2 separate regions of the Mus musculus genome follow, and region 1 is linked to region 2. A link is a contact called in public HiChIP or PLAC-seq data. All regions are on one chromosome and are shown on one strand. Each heading gives the region's core, a stretch centred on a gene start, on an enhancer-like site or on the middle of the called end of the contact. The rest is flanking DNA. Distances are from core to core; before and after follow the strand shown. Region 1 holds the start of Ms4a6d (membrane-spanning 4-domains, subfamily A, member 6D). Region 2 has its middle 15 kb from the start of AW112010.

Region 1 (2,700 bases), core at 75-2,574, 540 kb before region 2:
AGGTTCAGGGCTTTGAATTGACCCACCCCAATATCTACCTCATCGATGAACAGCTGGAGTGTATGAAGGGAGTGGTCCTATAGATCCAAAGCTATAAGATCTCCATGACACAGGGCAACAGGATATCTGAGAGGAGTCCCAGTGAGGTTTCAGTATTGATAGAATAGCAGAAGTCAGAGGTCTCATACCAGACCAAGAATCATTGCAACAGATATTTTCAAGCAAATAAATTTAGACAAAAGGGAATACTGTGGGATACACTGTGACACACTACAGCTTCCACAATGAGATTTTTTTTTCTTTGCTGGGGGGAGATGGCAAGGGTGGAGGACAGGTACCAGAGGAGGGGGAGGTAAGTGGGGCTGTGGTACATGATGTGAAATTTGCAAAGAATCAATAAAAGAAAAAAAAACAGTGCCCATGAGACCATTGGGTATTCATGTCTATTTTTGCCCCCCCTTTTTTGATTGGAAGTGTTTCCTGGTAACTGTCTAACTACCAAAGAAAAACTTAGTTGTATTCTAATAGTGATCTAGATTTTTGAGCTTTGCAGAAATCATTAAATATTTTGTTAAGTTCATTGATTAAAGCCTTTATAAATGTAGCATATTATTTATTTACCTGTAGATTTTAGTTTTTAACCCCATGCATGATCCCTCTAGCATGGAGTAGTTACAGAGCTGAGAAAAGCTACTCTGACTGACATTCTACTTAACACCACAAGATCACTGGCCTTGGGGAATATGACGTCTAACTCTGTTCATCTTCCTTGTTCCATCTCTGCCACAACTTTCATGACTCATAAGTTTGGGAAGAACGGAAGTTTTTGCTTGGTTTTGTGATACTCATATCATTGTGGGCCAAGATGGAATGTGCAGAACTCCACTGACACTAAGTCAGGATCTGAAGGCAATGCTATCCTTCGCAGACGCAAACCAGCTCGGAAGAAGAACACCTTTGTCAGTTTTCATAACAACTTGGTTCACTCTGTCCATTGGCACCCAATAGACACGTAAGCATAATGCACACTGAGGATCAGATCAGAAATTAGGGTCTCTGAGATGCTCAGCAGGTTCAGCTCTGCCACTGAATGTGTATTCTAGATCTAGGATAATTAGAGAGACACAAAATTCAAACCAGTGATAAAAATGTCAGTGCTGTCATGATGATATTTTATGGGAAGGAAAAGTAACCTACAAGTCTCCCAGAACTGGTCCAATTAGTCATTTTCCTGGTTACTGGAAGTCTATGAAAAAGGAAGTAAAGGCACATTCACATGTCCAGACTGTAAGCGCCACTTCCTGTGCAGTGAGCACAGAAGAAGGAAGGGCTGGGACAGTTAGAACTTCACAAGAAGGAACCAAGGATCAGACTGAGAAAACCCATAGTTAAAGCTCTTGGGGTTTCTGAGAGCTCAGCTGGAAGTGACTGGGTGACAAGGCGCACAGGCTCAGGTAGGCAACCCTGAAGAGAAATTCCTTTGTACAGCACTCTATTTCTGGGACTGCACTGTAAGAGATTGCTGGTGCTTATGGAAGCAATAGAGACACTGGGACACTTCAGAACTAAATGGGCAAACGGAATGGGTATTGGGTTTATATCGGTCCTGGCTGGTTTTAGTTCCATGATCTTGGTGGTCACTGTCCTAAGGTCATGTAATTAACAAAAGCAGAGCTCTTGTACCTGCAAAGGCTTTTAAGCCATTCACTAATTAGGCAGTCTAAGGTCTGAGAGTGGAACAGAAAAGAGAGGCAAACTGAGCTCAGAAACCAATTCCACAGGCAACTTGGTTCTTCCTAACAAGGGCACAGTTCTAATCTTGAACCTCAGGTTACAACTCCAGGGCTTCTCACTCTGCATTCAGGTGCTTCTCCACACTGAGGAGACTTAGACACAGGCTGCCGCAGGCAGGTGGGAAAATAGGGTGAGGAACCAGAGACAGAGACAGCTGGGATCCAGCACCCAACTGTGTGTAGGCAACTGGTTAATAACAAAAACTTTAAATATCTATTTAGCATCAAGCCTATGTCATTATAAAATCATGTGTTATTTTCACACATGAATCAAAATTTACCTCTGAAATTCTTTTTTGATTATGACATTACTAACAAATAGAATTACTGTGAGGGTTCTAAACTATGATGAAATATGCTGGAAATAACACTATGAGACAAACAATGAACAAATAGCTCTCAGTAGTTTGAGTAGTAGCATAAATTGGAAAAGATTGAAGATCAAATTTTAATTATATCTCAAGACTGGTAGAACAACCTGAGGATAAAACTCATCAGAATAAGGGACAGTGCACTCAAACATGATAGCAACTAGGAAATTAATGCTACATTTTGAAAGTCTTTTTATTATAGCTCTTTGTGTGTATATGTGTGTATGCATGCAGGTGAATGTGTGTTAAGGCAAATCTGCAGGTCACAGACAGCTTGCAATGAATCTCTCCTGCTACATGGGTCCAGCAGATCGAACTCAGACCTTCAGGCTTGAAGTCAAATGCCTTTATTTGCTGAGTCATTTCAACAGTTCCAATCTACAAGTTTTATGTAAACATTTGGCTCTGTTCACTGGGATCAGTGGGAGTTGTCATGTTATGTATATATTCATTGTCTAAAAACAACCCTCTATCTCAAGCAGAAAAAAAAAATCCTTCTGAATCTAAGGTTTGGGATTTTACATTTTCTTTAGTCT
Region 2 (2,700 bases), core at 115-2,614:
GTACCTTCATAAAGAAATTAGAAAGATCTTGTACTAGCAACTTAACATCACATCTGAAATCCCTTGAACAAAAAGAAGTAAACACATACAAGAAGAGTAGATGGCAGGAAATAATCAAACTCAGGGCTGAAATCAATAGAATAGAAATAAAGAGAACAATACAAAGAATCAATGAAACAAACAGCTGGTTCTTCGAGAATATCAACAAGATAGAAAAATCCTTATCCAAACTAACTAAAAGGCAGAAAGAGAATATCCAAATTAACAAAATCAGAAGTGAAAAGATTGACATAACAGACACCAAGGAACTCCAAATAATCAGTTGGTCATACTTCAAAAACTTGTACTCCACAAAATTGGGAAACCTAAAAGAAATGTACAGTTTCCCTGATAGATACCACTTGCCAGAGTTAAATCAAAATCAGGCAAACAATTTAAATAGACTTATAACCCTTAAGGAGATAAGAAGCAGTCATTAAAATTCTCCCAACCCGGGGTTGGGGATTTAGCTCAGTGGTAGAGCACTTGCCTAGCAAGCACAAGGCCCTGGGTTAGATCCTCAGCTCTGGAAAAAGAAAAAAGAAATTCTCCCAAACCACCCACCAAAACAAAAACAAAAACAGGAAAACAGGGGCAAATGGTTTTAGTGCAGAATTCTATCAGTTTCAAAAAAGAGCTAACACCAATACTCCTCAAATTATTTAGAAACAGAAGGAACATTACCAAATTCATTTTATGTGGCCACAATCACCAAACTACACAAAGACTCAACAAAGAAAGAATATTACAGACCAATTTCCTTCATGAGCTTTGATGCAAAAACATTCAATAAAATACTTGCAAATCAAAGCCAAGAGCACATCAAAAACATACATCATAATTATGTAGGCTTCATCCCAGAGATGTGGGGGTGGTTCAGCATATAGAAATCTGTCAACACATAGACAAACTGAAAGAAAAAAAATCACATGATCATCTCATTAGATTCTGAAAAAAAGTCTTTGACAAAATCCTGGTCTGAGCTGCCCCCTAAAGTCCTGTTGGTGTCAATGGATCATGCCACTGTGAAGCCATAGATGCATAGCCTGTGCTGCCCCCTGAGGCCATGGTAATGTCCATAGTTGGGATGCTTCCAAGGGCCTTGTCTGAGTATGAGCCAGCTATAGCCTGGGGCCATGTTCGTGGTATATGTTGTCACTAGAAACCATGTAGAAGCCCATGATCTGTACTCCCACTAACTGTAAAGAACAAGGAAGCTACTTTTGCAATGATATCAATAATTGCAGACACATAGTTGAGAAAGAGGAAGATGGAAGGCTTCTGTAACCGCCAATACCCTACCCACAACCCAAAAAAAAGCAGCCTAAACAGGAAACCACTGAAGAGAAGTCTTAAAAGGTATACTATGGTGTACAGACAGGAGCCTAGCATGTCTGTCCTCTGAGAGGCCCAACAAGCAGCTGACTGAGACAGATGCAGATACTTATACCCAACCATTGGACTGAAGTTGGGGACCCCTGTTGTTGAATTAGAGAAAGGATGGAAGAAGCTCAGGGGGAGGGTAACCCCATAGGAAGACCAGCAGTCTCAATTAACCCGGACCCCTGAGATCTCTCAGACACTAAGCCACCAACCAGACAGCATAGACGAGCTGGTCCAAGGCCCCCAACACATATACAGTAGAAGACTGCCTGGTCTGACCTCAGTGGGAGAAGACTCGAAGACTCACCTAACCCTCAATAAACTTGAGGCCCCAGGGACTGGGGAGGCCTGACAGGGGGAGAAGGGCATCCTCTTGGAGACAGGGAGGAGGAGGAATGGGATGAGGAACTGGGGGAGGAGGGACCAGGAGAGGGGCAACAGATGGACTGTAAGAAAAATAAAAGTAATTTTTTTAAAGTGCCATAAAGATGCTGAAGTAGTTAGTTCTCCACTGTTGATGGCTTTTTACAGGGGTGCACAAGAGGAAAGACTCAGTTCTATTTAAGGTCCAGTCCACTGAGAGTTTGACTATGCTCCATTGAGTAGATAGATAACACAAAGTGGACTTCATTTTGTCATTGCTTTGTTTTTCTTTGAAGGTGGGGTCATAAGGTGGGATTAGACATGAAAGAAATTAGTGTGATTGGGGTGCATGACGTGAAATTCCCAACTAATAAAAATTCTATGTTAAAAGGGGGGAAAAGAGAAAATAATAGTAAAGTATCTTGAGTTATTATTCTAATGAAGCAAGTAAAAAACCTTTTTAAAAAAATATATTCTTTTTTCCCAAGATTTATTTATTTATTTATTTTATGTATATGAGTACACTGTCACTGTCTTCGGACATACCAGAAGAGGGTATCAGATCCCATTACAGACAGTTGTGAGCCACCATGTGGTTGCTGAGAATTGAACTCAGGACCTCTGGAAGAGTAGTCGGTGCTCTTAACCACTGAGCCATCTCTCCAGCCCATGAAAAACCTTTATGACAAGAACTTTAAGTCTTTAAAAAAAAATTGAAGAAGCTATCAATATCAAAAGATGGAAAGATCACCCATGCTCATGGATTAATATGATTACCATAGTAAAAATGGCCATCTTACAAAAAGCAATCTACAGATTTAATGTAATCCCTGTTGGAGTACATTGTGTGAAGGTATGTCTCTGTATATTCAATTGTTAATTCTATACCAGCAGAAAGCTAAATACTGGCAGGTT

Evidence for each region. HiChIP or PLAC-seq counts read pairs in DNA pulled down with a chosen protein or histone mark.
Region 1: a contact with region 2 is called in an H3K4me3 HiChIP or PLAC-seq map of bone marrow-derived macrophages, with 4 times the contacts expected there. The contact joins the promoter of Ms4a6d here to the enhancer-like site in region 2. A contact is called at or near these places in 16 of 39 promoter capture datasets (the 3T3-L1 cell line, 3T3-L1-derived adipocytes, cranial neural crest and 10 more), 3 of 15 datasets of contacts at CTCF or cohesin (large pre-B cells, pro-B cells and stem cell-derived epiblast-like cells), 3 of 484 Hi-C or Micro-C datasets (B cells, bone marrow-derived dendritic cells and embryonic fibroblasts), 6 of 115 datasets of contacts at active chromatin or transcription factors (CD8 T cells, bone marrow-derived macrophages, effector CD8 T cells and 2 more) and 2 of 9 other capture datasets (adipose tissue and liver).

Annotation. Positions count from the first base shown.
Region 1 is chr19:11,603,428-11,606,127 of GRCm38.p6, reverse strand. Ms4a6d (membrane-spanning 4-domains, subfamily A, member 6D) reads left to right here and starts at 1,324. Exons shown (of 7, transcript NM_026835.2): 1 at 1,324-1,454.
Region 2 is chr19:11,064,010-11,066,709 of GRCm38.p6, reverse strand. No RefSeq gene overlaps it. Among named protein-coding and RNA genes, the nearest start is that of AW112010, 15 kb to the right of the region's middle. Within about 2 kb of position 1,364, at least 56 of the 459 cell types and tissues checked have an H3K27ac peak or open chromatin away from gene starts, as enhancers often do. A contact at or near this core is called in B cells, CD8 T cells, bone marrow-derived macrophages and 3 more, where this site is marked.